2 separate regions of the Mus musculus genome follow, and region 2 is linked to region 1. A link is a contact called in public promoter capture Hi-C data. All regions are on one chromosome and are shown on one strand. Each heading gives the region's core, a stretch centred on a gene start, on an enhancer-like site or on the middle of the called end of the contact. The rest is flanking DNA. Distances are from core to core; before and after follow the strand shown. Region 1 holds the start of Pnoc (prepronociceptin). Region 2 holds the start of Elp3 (elongator acetyltransferase complex subunit 3).

The links. Capture Hi-C pulls out chosen DNA fragments and counts their contacts.
Region 2: a contact with region 1 is called in a promoter capture Hi-C map of adipose tissue. The contact joins the promoter of Elp3 here to the promoter of Pnoc in region 1. A contact is called at or near these places in 12 of 39 promoter capture datasets (the 3T3-L1 cell line, the HPC-7 cell line, the SN4741 cell line and 7 more), 1 of 15 datasets of contacts at CTCF or cohesin (CD8 T cells), 6 of 484 Hi-C or Micro-C datasets (the 4T1 cell line, the G1E-ER4 cell line, the Patski cell line and 2 more), 21 of 115 datasets of contacts at active chromatin or transcription factors (CD8 T cells, the HPC-7 cell line, the NIH/3T3 cell line and 13 more) and 4 of 9 other capture datasets (adipose tissue, embryonic stem cells, liver and 1 more).

What each region holds. Positions count from the first base shown.
Region 1 is chr14:65,420,025-65,426,977 of GRCm38.p6, forward strand. It overlaps Pnoc (prepronociceptin), which reads right to left and starts at 5,448. Exons shown (of 4, transcript NM_010932.2): 1 at 5,114-5,448.
Region 2 is chr14:65,590,745-65,597,244 of GRCm38.p6, forward strand. It overlaps Elp3 (elongator acetyltransferase complex subunit 3), which reads right to left and starts at 2,368. Exons shown (of 15, transcript NM_001253812.1): 1 at 2,181-2,368. The coding sequence starts at 2,256. It also overlaps a transcript of Nuggc not described here.

The sequences.
Region 1 (6,953 bases), core at 4,198-6,697:
AAGGAATCCCCATGACTGAAAGATGTTGAGAGCCAATGGCTTTATAAGATTCTGTCCTGTGGGCTAAGCGCTGCCAACTCCACTTTACAGATGAGAATACTGAGGCTGGGAGAGATGTACTGCAGTGGCAGAGCTGGTATTGAGCCCCCCACGCTTATATTGAGGGTACCTCTGATGATCTGTCTGCATGCAAATTCATTTGGAGGACTGCTCAGTCCCTGTCCCTGATTCACCAAGAGATATTCATAGTCAACCAGCTCCAAATCATTGGGAGAATACAGGGTTTTCCTCCTATCCTGGTTCTCTGATCTATCACAGGCAGGATTCTGTTATATGTTAATTAGGCAAACTGCTTAACTCCTATGAACTTGTATTTACCCCAGAAAGGTATATTAAATTGCCTCCAGATTACAGGGTTATAGATGAATATAAAGGTCATCTATAACCTGTAAAGAACAGTTAAAACAATTAAAAGAGGATATTGGTGAACAGAAAGTGGCTTTATGTGCATCTAGAAGGAAGGACCCCCACACCCATTGTTTAATGGAAGCACCAAAGAATCATGGGCTTTCTCAGAGCCCAGGAGCTAAAACTTCCATATAGAGCACAGCTTTCTCTTACCCAGGGAGACAGCTTTCTTTCTTTTCTTTGATGGATACAATTACTCAATTGCTCTTTGTTGTTGTTGTTCCTCTGTGTAGCTCTGGTTATCTTGGAGTTAACTTTGTAGACCAGGCTGGCCTCAGATTTAGAGATCACCCGCCTGTCCCTCCCAAGGGCTGGGATTAAAGGCCCAGCTATACAGTTACTCTTAAACGGTTTCTCCCTTGCTCTCCATTTCTACCCAGAGAGGAGAGGACGGGCTCAGGAGTCAGGGCTCAAAGCACCTAGCTACCTACGTGGATCAAGGGTGCCTCGGTGGACCTGTGAATGAGAAGAAGCCCTGTGCTTAGAGACAAGGTCCTGGGTTCTAGGTCTGGTTCTGTTGTTACTTGTGGGATCCTGGATACAGCACTTGCTTTTCCTGGCTCTGGATTTCTCTGTCTATAAAGACAGGCAGTTGCATGAGATGGTTAAGTATCCTTTGATTGTATGAATGGCCAGGATTGCCCTCTACCAGTGAGAGAAGCAAGAGAGAAGGAGGGAAGAAGAGGAGTCAACGTGGCATTGGCTTCAGCAGCCCCAGATGAAGGTCATGAAGATCACTGGGTTTCACAGAGGGCCAGGAGGGAAGCCAGGCACATGTCCCTTTGGCTGTCACACATTGGAAGGGAATGCTTTTAATCCTCTCCTTCCCGATTCTGGTAAATGCTGTCATGTCATTGTCAAGGTAGTTTTGAATGGACTTCTGAAAGTTTTTATTTACATTTATAAAAGCACTCTACGTTCTTTTAAAAATAATCAGAAAACCCAGATAGGAAGATAATGACAGAATCTAGACTCATATAATCTCACAACTTCTTTAATTTTGTATTTCTAACAACCAGTTTTAAAGAGAGTCTTAATTGACATGACTATACACGTTTTTGGAGGTATGGTGTATTATTTCCACACGGTGTGCACTGTGTAACAGTTAGATCGGGGCAGTCAGCTCATTCTTTTGTGTAGCAAATGTTCTAAGTCCTCTACCCTGGCTATTTTAAAGTGAAGAATAAGTTGTCATTAACCACAGTTACTCTTACAATTAGTTTTGAACATACATTCCTAATCTCTTCAAATCATGTTCCATATTTTATAAAATCCATTAATGGAGAAATTAAGAAAGATAAGATTTAGGGGGTGGGGAGATGGTTCAGTCTATAAAATGCTTGTTACACAACATGAATGCCTGAGCTTGGATTCTGCAGAAGTCGTGTAAAAAGCCAGGAGTGGTATTGTGTGCCTGTAACCCCAGTGCTGAGGCTGGGGACAGTGACAAGCAGAGCCTGCTGCCTTGCTTGTCAGTCACTCTAACTAAACTCTGAGCTTCTGAGATTTGGTCAGAGATTCTGCTCAAGTAAATATGTCGGAGAACAGTAGAGGAGGAAGGACACCTGGTGTTGACCTCTAGCTTCAATATGTGCCTGCAGAGGAAATGTGTGTGTGTGTTGTAATAAGATAAAAACCAATTTAACACCTCAGTTTCTAGTCGCCTAGTAGGTATCTGGGTAGGTAAGCCCCTTTGGAGACTACTGGTCTAGGTTCATTCACATTTTGTGACTTTGATGGTGAGTTGGGAGAAAGCTGGTGACTGAGTGCTACAGGCGCGTGCACTGCTCCTCTCAGGAACCCACGCACGTTCTCAGCTGGATGAATGAAAGGATGAATGGGGTGACAGGATGGGGGAAGATCACAGGACCAGCACGAGGAGGAGAGAGGCTGGTTGTGACACTGTAGGCTGCAGAGCCTTGTCTGCTTGGCAGGAAGGCAAGCCCAGCTTTCCCTACCTGGCTGGTCTATGCTGCTGCAGTGCCTAGGCAGCTGCCAGGATTTTGACAGACCCAGGGCCATGGGAAGTTGAGGTTCAAAGTGGGTGTAACCTTTCGAGGGTTATGATGCTCAGAAAATAACTTGTGTCCCCTTGCTCCCTCAAATTGGTGTGCCCCAACTATCACAGCTAGAGTTTGTGGTTAAAATGTAAGATCTATGTGAGACGGTGGGAGCAGATGAAGGTATCGAAACAGAACTGTTTCAAAGATCCCTTTGTTCTCAGGAACTCAAGCCCCCCAAAGCCGATGTCGTGATGATGCTCATTCCTGAGATGTGTTCTTTTGTTCCTAAAGCATCTGATGACCCAGCGCACAGGAAACAAACATTTCCTTATGGTCTGTGTGAGTGGAGGAGTCAGGGGGGAAGGAAGGGTCTTCGAAGCATATCATTGTAAGTACACAATACAGGATTGAACAATACAGGATTAAACTGGTCATGGTCACCGTGTGTGTGTGTGTGTGTGTGTGTGTGTGTGTGTGTGTGTGATGAAATAAGTATATATCCAAGTTTAGCTTAATGTACGCCATTCCTGGATTAGAGAAAGATCAATTCCTTTGCCTTTCCTTTGGGCTTTTGTCCTAGCTGCTTTCAAACCCTGGATCCATCCTCTCCCATGCGAATTCTACCTCTCTTCCCACTGGCATCAGTTGCCGGAGGAAGTACCCTAAATTCATCCAGCTTTGACTTTCTGGACCTCAAGTGTAGGACTGATCACACCCAGCCCTGTGCTATCCCATTATCTTGCATTGCTTCCTAACAGTCAGTGGTGTGTGCCTGCTACTAGTTTACAAGCTCTACGGATCTTAAGGGGAGTGAGCATCAGACCTGGGACAGCTGCTCCGGGCTGCGCTTGCTGCATTGGGTCCTGTTCCTGCAACTCTTGAGATAATGATTTTTTTTTCTTTCTTTTTAGCCTTCCAGGGTTGTTGCTGGAGATAATGGGTGTGAAGCGCGTAAATCATTGCACAAATAAAGTGCTGTTATTAGCATCTCTGCTGAGTCTATAGAGCCCCGTGCCTCCCTTGCCTGGTGGGGTGTAGCTGATAAATACCTGATTGATTGAAGACGGAATTGCTTGGTGACAGCTCCATTCTCGGGCTCGGCTAACGTCTAATCCTGCAATTACTCCCTTCACCGGCAATGCAAAACCTGCTGAGTTTTCTGCAGCCCTAAGTGCCCTCAGACTTCAGCTGATAAGGCAGCGGCGGCCACTCCTGAAGAAGATGACCCTTAGCTACACCAGAGCACTTTCCACAGACAGTGCTGGGGGTCACCTGGAGACGTGCGGCTGTATCCTTGACTCAGATGATGTCTGGGGCAGTTTCTCCTGCAGAAGACTCAGCGAGCCGGAGGAACAGGACTCCTTTCTGTTAAGGTATCATGGCACTGATGGAAGCTTGTAGAATATCTCCCTGCTAGGCTTCACAAATGAGAAAAGGGAGGGGTGTGTGCAGCATCCACCCACAGGCTGCGAGAAATCACAGCGTTCTCTTTGGGAGGTTTTGATACGAAGCCGGGCAGTTACTTTTCTCCCTCTGAGATGGAAACTCTCGTTTGGGCTTGCTGGCAAATGCCGTGTGGAGCTCAGCTTTTGTTAGTCTGCTGAACAATGTTATTGGTTATAATTGGGGCAATTATGAGCTGCTGGAGGAAGCTAAACACAGATGTTTAAGCCCAGGCTTGGGGTATTCAAGTCCAAAGCAGCATGCTTTAAATAGCCCCCTTTTCCGAATCATCCTGCCTTACTTGAAATCCCCCCACCCCCGAACTTCTCCAAGTTCAAAAGGAGATGGGGGAGAGAAGGGGATGAGTAGAGAAGGGAGGGGAAAGAAATACACAAAGAGAGGAGGAGGAGGAGGAGGAGGAGGAGGAGGAGGAGGAGGAGGAGGCTGAGAGAAAGCAGTGCTAGTTCAGATTCCCTGACCTGGGAGAGTTCCATGCAATCTGGGCAGAGACCTTTTAGGTGGGACAGACGAGCAGTGGGGAGAAAGATGTCAAGGAAGAGAGGATACCTGGGAACAACCCAGGATCCAGAGGACCAAGGTCATGCCTTTAAAAAAACGACCACGAAAATCACCCTGCCGGCTACTGACTGCATTCAGCCATGGACTCAGGTGAAGCTCAGCCTTTGGATCTGTCTTTCCCCACATTATTGACAATTTCCATTAAGGTGTAAGAGAACCAGAATGACATCAGATTCAATGACACCAGACGACAGTTTGCACAAAGGGCAGGAAGCCACAGAACAAAAATCCGACATAAGGTGTGCTCCAGGGGCTTCCCAGGGCTCCTCTGAATGGCAAGCCCCCTCCCAGTGTCCACCCTCTCGCCCGCAGCCACCTCTTCCATGTGTATCCGTCACCCAGTAGCGGCCACAACTGGGGAAGCAAAACTTTTCCTCATTTCCAAGTTCAGCTTTCTTTCGCATTTCTCTTTGAGACTAGCCAGCCCTCAGCCCTCCCCCTTCTCCACCATCGGAACACTGAGAAGATGAATGAAGCCACAATCTCACAAGAGGCCAGCAAGCAGCCACAGTGGACAAAAGACAGGGGTGGAGGAGCTGCCCAGACTGCCCTGCTCTCCGGAGAGGCTCTGGGCAGATACTGTCGACCGGCTGGTTGCTGGGGCCACATGCATTGCCTACCTGACGCTGTCCGTTTCAGGGTTCTCTCAGATGTGAGGCTTGTTCCTCTGTGTCAGCCACACCAGCATATATATCCTCCCCCCACGCACAGCCCTCCCCTTCCCTGCCTACCTCGATGATGACACATGCCTACGCTGACCCCCTTCATCAACCAAACAGCCCAACTACAATCCTGCCTGCCTGGCCCCCTCCCCTGCTCCGCGTTCAGACTTGTGACATGCCAGCCTCCCATCAACGCAGCCTCTAGCCTGTTTTCACCTGGACTCCCGATCAGCTAGGATCCCTCAGCTGCCTCTCCGGCTGCTTTCAGAGCCACTGTGAGGATGGCCAGCCTAGGGAGAGCTGGCAAGTCACTCAGAAAAACAGACTCCTGGTGACAAGGGATAAGGCAGACCCCAAAACCTGGAGTCTTCTCCAATAACCTCTCCGCCTGAGGAGTGAGGATCAGGCAGCACACAGGAGGGAGGGGGAACTCACGCCCAGCTCCCACTGGCTCAGCTGAGACCCCTCCTAATGTCCTGGCCCCATTGGGGTGGCAAGGGCTAGGCCACACCGGGGTGATTCTGGAAGCATTTTCCACAGGTGCTCACAGCGCGGCACAGTATAGATCAGAGCACAAGCTCGGCAGGGGCTTTGAGACTGCAGCTTTCTCCTTTGCAGCAGGTGCATGTCCGGTGGGCCTCAGGTTCCCTTCTGTAGAATGGGTGCACCAACTCCCAAGACGGGAGTGGAGCGATGAGATTCTGTTTGTGTTTGGGACGCAGAGGCCTTTATTAAATGCTAGTGCCACATTCTCTCCTATCTCACCATCTTTTTCCTGTAATCGGTGCTACCTGAAGTCTCACATTGGTATCTGGGAGGTTTCCAAGCTGCCGCTGCACCTTAGGATGTTGCAGGCTGCTGAAGATGCCCCAGCCCTTGTTGTGGAACCCAAATCTTCTTCTTAGCCCAGGCAGGGAGTGGCCTGCGGACAGGTGGCACCCAGGCAGCTGGAGTCCCAGTGCTCAGAGTGTACCCCATCTCTGAGGATCTCCCTTCCCTGCCCCTGGGAGAACTGCACCAGGACCCTGTTCTTCATTTTCCTAAGATTTGAAACATTCCAGAATGCAAGGCTTTCATCATCTGAGGAGAGCAAGCACCTGTTCAGGTGGCAAGTCTAGTTCTTGGTAGACTGGGGACTGGGCAGAGGAGGGTTCAGGGAAGCACCTGCCCTGGCTACTGATGGGTACAGAGTTTCTTTTAAGTGTGATGAAAGAGTTATTTAGAATGGTGAATTTTGTCCTTGTAGGAATTCTATCTCAACAAAAAGTGAACAGCAAACACTTGCCCAGGTTAAGAACAAGCCCTGAAAACGAAATTCCTACTCACACATGTTCCTAGTGAAAAGGCCCAGGGAACCAGCATGCCCACTTGGCACAGAGCTCTCTGAGGTCCACGTGGTCACTACGGTCAAAGCAGCCAGTACACGCTTTCTGCATGACATGGGGCGTGGAGAGATAGTTATGCACCCTGCTGGTCCTGGGTATGGAGCCTCATCTTGTACACGCTGTGGTAGCTCTTGCTGGGTGGCTGCCCAATATTTTCCATCCCTTGTTATTCTTTATAGAGCCATGTCTTTGATTTTACTTAAAGTGACAGTGTACTCAGCTAAAACCCTGTATTTTCCTAGCCTTTTGTGTAGCTCGAGTCACCAAAAGTCATGCTGCTGGTTTTTAGGTTTGGATTTTGAGGAAGGTCTTTTAAAGATCTCAACTCAGCTAACAGAGGCTTGTGTGTTCCCTCCCTCAAGCTTATCTCCTGGAGCACACGCGTGATGGCTGGAGTTCTAGCTGCTCTCTTG
Region 2 (6,500 bases), core at 1,118-3,617, 170 kb after region 1:
GCCTATCTAAGGGTCTAGCTGCATTTCTAAGCTACTGTCTGCTGACCTGCATGATCCTGTCTTGGCAGCCTGCTCTCTCATCCACAGACACAGGAGATGCTGGCACGATTGCCACATCATCCTACTGTCAATCACAAATGACTCATCCAAGCATAAGCAACCCATCCAAGCCAGAAAAATCTCAGCTCTTTTTGTCAAGGGTCAGGAGAGCCCATCTTTTACCAGCTGACAACAGTGGTGCGCTGTGTTAGCTTGGGTGATGGCAGCAAACACGCCTCCTGCCTGCTGGTGTGAAAAAGAAAGAAGTCATCATAGGAGTGTGGATAAGAACACCATGGAAGTCACCCATTTGAAACTCACAATGACACTGTAAAGTTGGTATTGTCGTCCTATTTTATACATGTAAAACTGGATCAAAGCAAGTTCAGATGTCATTGTAAAGGGCAGGGTTAGATCTCAGGTTCAGGTCTTTTTACCATATTGTGCACTGTGTACTCCACCAACTTAATGAGGCAAAGCTAATACATATCAAACAATGAGAGAGAAGTCTATGGATAGCCAAAGACTAGTGATTTCCCAGCATTCTCAGTTCTACAAAGGTGCCTCAGAGGCTATGTAACAGAGGTGGACTTGGGGTACGGGATGAGCACAGAAGATGAGATATCACCCTGTCAACTTGCATATCTATACATCTCCATCTATTTGGGTGAGTGTGTGTGTGTGTGCATGCATGCGTGTGTGCGCATACACATGCATATGTATTAAGACCACTGCAACTCTGTTTTCTTCTTTCTACATTAAAAACTTCTGCATAAGACTTCATCTAGAGAGTAAGAGGCTGGGCTAACAAAAATAAAAGATCTGAATACTACTTGGGCAAACCAGTAAGAAGTATTTCATGGAGGAAAGAGAATTAGCATCATTAAAGAAAGGTCAGGGTGTAAACCAAGGAACAACAAGAAGGAACAAGGCTAGGCATAAGAACTACCTATTCTGGTGAAAGGAGATCTATCTAACTTGACCACAGGTTGCCTGAGCAGGGTTCAGTAAGTAGACAGTACACTGGCCACTAGGCAAAGGCATTAAACGTAACAGAAAAAAATTATACATTCTCAACTCTGTAACTTAAGAAAAAAAAAGTAGTTTTTTTAAAAGAGAGATTACCAATATAACAAATATGTCAGAAAGCTAAAAAAAGAAAGATACAATCAATGTAGATGATAAACAAAAGCCAGATCTACACACATGAAAACTTCAGTTTGAATCCCTGCTCCCATGTTCGAAGCTAGGCCACATTCATGCCCGTAACGTGGGGACCATGGAGGAGTGGGCAAGGGAGACGGGCTGGCTGGGGCTTGCTGATTGCCAGCCTAGGAATAAACACGTTACAGTAAAGTAAGATCAAACGGATCTAGTGCATGTTGTGTTTGATGTGACAAGTATATAGAACATGTCTAGAAGGGCAGTTCCAGTTAGTGCCAAGAGCGGTGACCAATACCGCACTGACTTTTCATTTGATGCTTCCGATGTCACAGGCAGCTCCTCACACTAAGTATAAACTTTGACTGGAAAAGTTAACCAAACCTCAGCTTTTTCGAGCATGAAATGACAACACGTCTTCAAAATGACTGGGAAAGGCTCAATACCCAGCTATTATTGTGACATCCAACAGTAATATTATCAGACCAACTCTTCAAGGGCAGTACAGAGTTAAGAATGGAATCTATTGCAAAAAAAAAAAAAAGATTTAAAAAAAAATGACTTCATCCTGTTGAAAAAAAAACCAAAAACTGCACAGTTACTCCAGACTACTCCGGAGGTAAAATAAATGCAAGTAAGTCACGTAAAGCTATTGCACAAACTGCACAATCTCTACCTTAAGGAGGCCTTTCCTACTTTAAGATTTAAAAAACAAAAACAAAAAACAAAAACACCTTAAATAAACACGTCCAGTAAATTACCGCAAATTAACCTGCAACTCAACACCTATCTCCTCTGAAAGTTATCTTGGAATAGCAGTACCGTTTACCCATCTACACAAAAAACAACAAGTAGTCTCTTCCAAAGGGGAAGAGAGAAGGGGGCTGTTTTACAAAGGACAGATAGGAAGGGAGGCCCGCCAACCGGGGTCCCGCGGGCCCAGACCAAGCAGTAATTCCCATGGAAAATTGAGCTTCAACCTGTGATCTCAGAGAATCCACTTCCTCCCTTGCGCCCTTGTCCCACGTATTTTGCACCTTTCCTCTTTTGCCTCATCTCTGCGCTGGCGTAGCAATATGCCACCACGTTACCGCGGTTTAGAAGGCGGAGAAACTTAGCAGCCGTAAAGCCGCCCGGGACTGTCGTGAAAACACAGCGACTGTACCATAAAGCTCTTCCCAGAAGGCGGAGCGCGGAGCCCCGCCCTGTCTAGGTGGCAGCTCCCAGCTCTCTGAGACTGGGAGGGGATGTGCACAGTGATTTAGTGGGGCATTGGAGAATTCCTGGGGACCAGAAAGGTGGATCTGGGAAGTAACGATAGTACAGTTTAGACGCTTCTCCAAGAAGCTGGGACGAAAGTGAATTGTAACCAGAGTTCCTTAAGCAAAAGCCTGGCCTTTGACAACTTCTGCAAGAGGGGCTGGGCCACTTGTCGCTAGTATAGCCAACAATGTTGACATAAAGGAGACCAGATTCGCCCTCCCACTGACACCCGGGGTGTTGACATACCTTTTTTTTTTTTTTTTTTTTTTTTTTTTTTAAGTTATGGAAGAATTGAGGGCAGGAGACAAGAGGTATGTTTAAACAGTCCTGGGTTAAGATGTGGTCTGGTTGATCATTATCTCAGTTCTGGTTTTCAAGGTGGTCAAAGTCTTTATCGCTGCATCCCTTCCGGAGATCCATTTAGCTCCTACAAGGTGAGATCATTCAGTGCTCCAAGGTGCAGCCCTGACGAATAATAGTCCTTATATAGGCAGGAGTCTAGCCTTTGAGACTTTGTTTTCTCTGGACTCAAGGTGACTTGTAGGTTTAGGACGATTAATCTTTGTACCTTCAGCCAAAATAAAGGAGACAGGCACAAAATGAAGACAGATACCAGACCTTTATCTTGCACTTAGTTGCTTGTCTAAGTGCCTATTTCAAGAATCTTGGAAGTGAGTAGCCCTTGTGTGGGGACTTGGGAGCTCAGATACACCACACATAGAGATGGGATAGAAATCCCACATACCATGAACATTAAACCTTCAGTGTGATAACGCTAAGTTCTGATTTCCCTAAAAGACAGCAAACAAGAAGCAAGTATCAGTTTGATCTTTCAGGCTTTGCAGCCTAGAGGATTCCTGGGTCTCTGATTTTTCTTGATGACAATCTTGAAAACACTAGGTGAGACACCATGTACAAAATTTTGCAACATCTGGAGATGGGACTTGGAATAACTTTTTCTTGAAACCCTTCCATGACCTCCTTTGTGTATGGACCAAAGATTAAGAATCCTTGATATTAATAAAGAATGGAAGGTGTGATGTTTCAAGTTTCTTATTACCCAGTAGAGTTGAGGTAGCTCTGACTTGGTTGTCACCACTACACTGAAACTGTCCTGGTCAAGACTTTGAGATTTTTCAGTGTACCAAATTATCTTAATACCACCCTCTTGTCAACAAAACTAACTTCCCTGAAAATATTTTTTTAGATAAGGGCCCCCCACTCTAGAATTTTCAATCATTATTATTATTTCAGTCTCTTATAGATATCTCTGTCTCACTTCAAGCTAATAATGGTCTTATTGATCCTGTCTCTTTCTAGCGATTCTGGAGTTCCATGGTCTTTAAATATCATCTTTCTACTCTCAGATTTATAGTTCAACCTCCGCTTCTTCCCTATTTGACATCTCGGTAGATTTTGATGTCGAATGTGTATCTCGGAATCAACACATAAGACAGAAATCCTCTGTGGCCCTGTGCTGGTTGGTCTTATGTCAACTTGACACATAGACGAGAGCTATCTGGAGGGAGGGTAACTCAATTGAGAAAAGACAGTCATAAAATCTGAGTGTAAGGCATTTTCTTAAGTAGAGATTGAAGTCGGAGGGCCCAGTCCATTGTGGGAGGTGCCTTCTGGGGATGGGGATGGTCCTGGGTTCTATAAGAAAGCAGGCTGAACAAGCCAGGGGCTTCTACATCAGCTCCTGCCTCCAGGTTCCTTCTCTGAGTTTCTGCTCTGGCTTCCTTCAGTAATGAACTATGATGTGGAAGCCAAATAAGCCCTTTCCTCTCCAAGTTTCTATTGGTCATGGTGTTTTGTCTCAGTGACAGAAAAAAAAAAAATACTGCCAAAGCAGACTACAATGTCATCAAAGTTTGGGAACCACTAAGTAAGGCAAGAGATTAAGGTGTCTCAAATCAGGATGGAAAGCCATGGAAGTGCTAAGACTTGTTCAGATTCTGAAATTTTTTTTTTTATGATTTCCACAAATCTTCCACTCAGTGTGGGAAAAACAAAAGAGACCTTGACACTCAGTATGAGATCTCAGCTTTTGGATTAAGGAAGGGGAATAATGTAGTTGTTGTTATCTGATATGAAGTGTGTGTGTGTGGGGGGGGCTGGCTTTGGATCTGATGAGTGGCAAACTGTGAGAGGTGTGCTTGAGGTCCCAGTTGAGAGCTTTAGGTGTATGGTGGAGTTTAAAGTTGTGAAACAGGGTAAAAGAAGTAAAGAATCTCCCATGATTATCAGATCAGAGACAAGACTAATAACTAGCAAGAAAACTGGCCAGACATCTGGGGTGTGGGGAGAAAACCAGCAGAGAGTGGGAGACCTAGAAGCCAAGAGAAATATGTTAAGAAGCAGAGAGTTATCAACTGTGTCACATACTGTAGATGAGTCAAGGAAGATGAAGATTGTATTGATCAGGAGCCTTGGGAGACCTTGATGAGAACAGTTTGGGGGAAGAAGAAGAGACCCAGCTCCATTGGAGTAGGTTTATGTAATCACCAATCTTGGTTATCAACTTGACACAGTTGGAAGAAATTCAACTGAAGAATTGTTTCTATCATATTGGCCTGTGGGGCATTTTCTTGATTGCTAACTGATGGAGGGGGACCTAGCTCGACTGCATGGTACCATCTCTAAGCAGATGGGCCTGGCTGTATAAGAAAGATAACTGACTATGAACCTGGGAGCAAGCCAGTCGACAGCATCCCTTCGCTGTTTCTACTTTACTTCCTGCTTGAACTCCTGCCCTGACTTTTCTCAATTCTGGACTGTGGTCTAAAAGTGTAAGCCAAAGAAACCCTTTCCTCCTGAAGTTGCTTTTTGGATAGGATTTTTATTGCAGCCACAGAACACAAACTAGGATAGTTCATAAAAGGTACATAGGAGAAGGTTGGGTGAGTTCAGATAATTTTGAGGAGATTTGTCATAAGGAAGGACAGATAAATGGGGCGGTAGCTGGTAAAGGGTCCGAGGACGAGGGTGTGATTCAAAATGGCAGTGGCTTTGCATATGGATCCAGTGGAGAGGGGAGGGGAGGTGTGGTGGATTAAGAAGAGGAAGTGTTCTGTTTGATTATGTGAAGAGGCTCATGGGATCTGATGCAGAAGAGAAGACGAGTTATCTTTTGACGGACACTTGGACGGTTCGTCTATAAACATGCTGGAGTGCGGAACAGTGACTGGGTAGGGCACGGTGGTGCTATATGCAAATTCTCTCATTGGCTTTGATACTGTCTTAGTCAGGGTTTCTATTCCTGCACAAACATCATGACCAAGAAACAAGTTGGGGAGGAAAGGGTTTATTCGGCTTACACTTCCATACTGCTGTTCATCACCAAGGAAGCCAGGACTGGAACTCAAGCAGGTCAGGAAGCAGGAGCTGATGCAGAGGCCATGGAGGGATGTTCTTTACTGGCTTGCTTGCCTCACCTGGCTTGCTCAGCCTGCTCTCTTATAGAACCAAGATTACCAGCCCAGAGATGGTCCCACCCACAAGGGGCCTTTCCCCTTTGGTCACTAATTGAGAAAATGCCTTACAGTTGGATCTCATGGAGGCATTTCCTCAACTGAAGCTCCTTTCTCTGTGATAACTCCAGCTGTGTCAAGTTGACACAAAACTAGCCAGTACAGATACTTTCATTGAGTTCCGTGGGAATCCATCCTGGCAGAGTGACCAGACTTCTAATCAACCTGATATTAGTGTCCATGTACAGTTTCAGGTGCTAAGGCTGCCATAAAGAACCCAGGTATCAGCTGGGCAGTGGTGGCCCATGCCTTTAATCCCAGAACTCGGGAGGCAGAGGCAGGCGGATTTCTGAGTTCGAGGCCAGCCTGGTCTACAAAGTGAGTTCCAGGACAGCCAGGGCTACACAGAGAAACCCTGTCTCGAAAAACAAAACAAAACAAACAGAAGCCAGGCATCTTTAACAGTTCCCAGCCTACTTTAAAGTGATTTAATAGCACTTCTGAATATAGTTAGCCGTTGTGGCTTGAAAATCGCCAGGAGAGGGCAGGCTAAGCATGTATTGT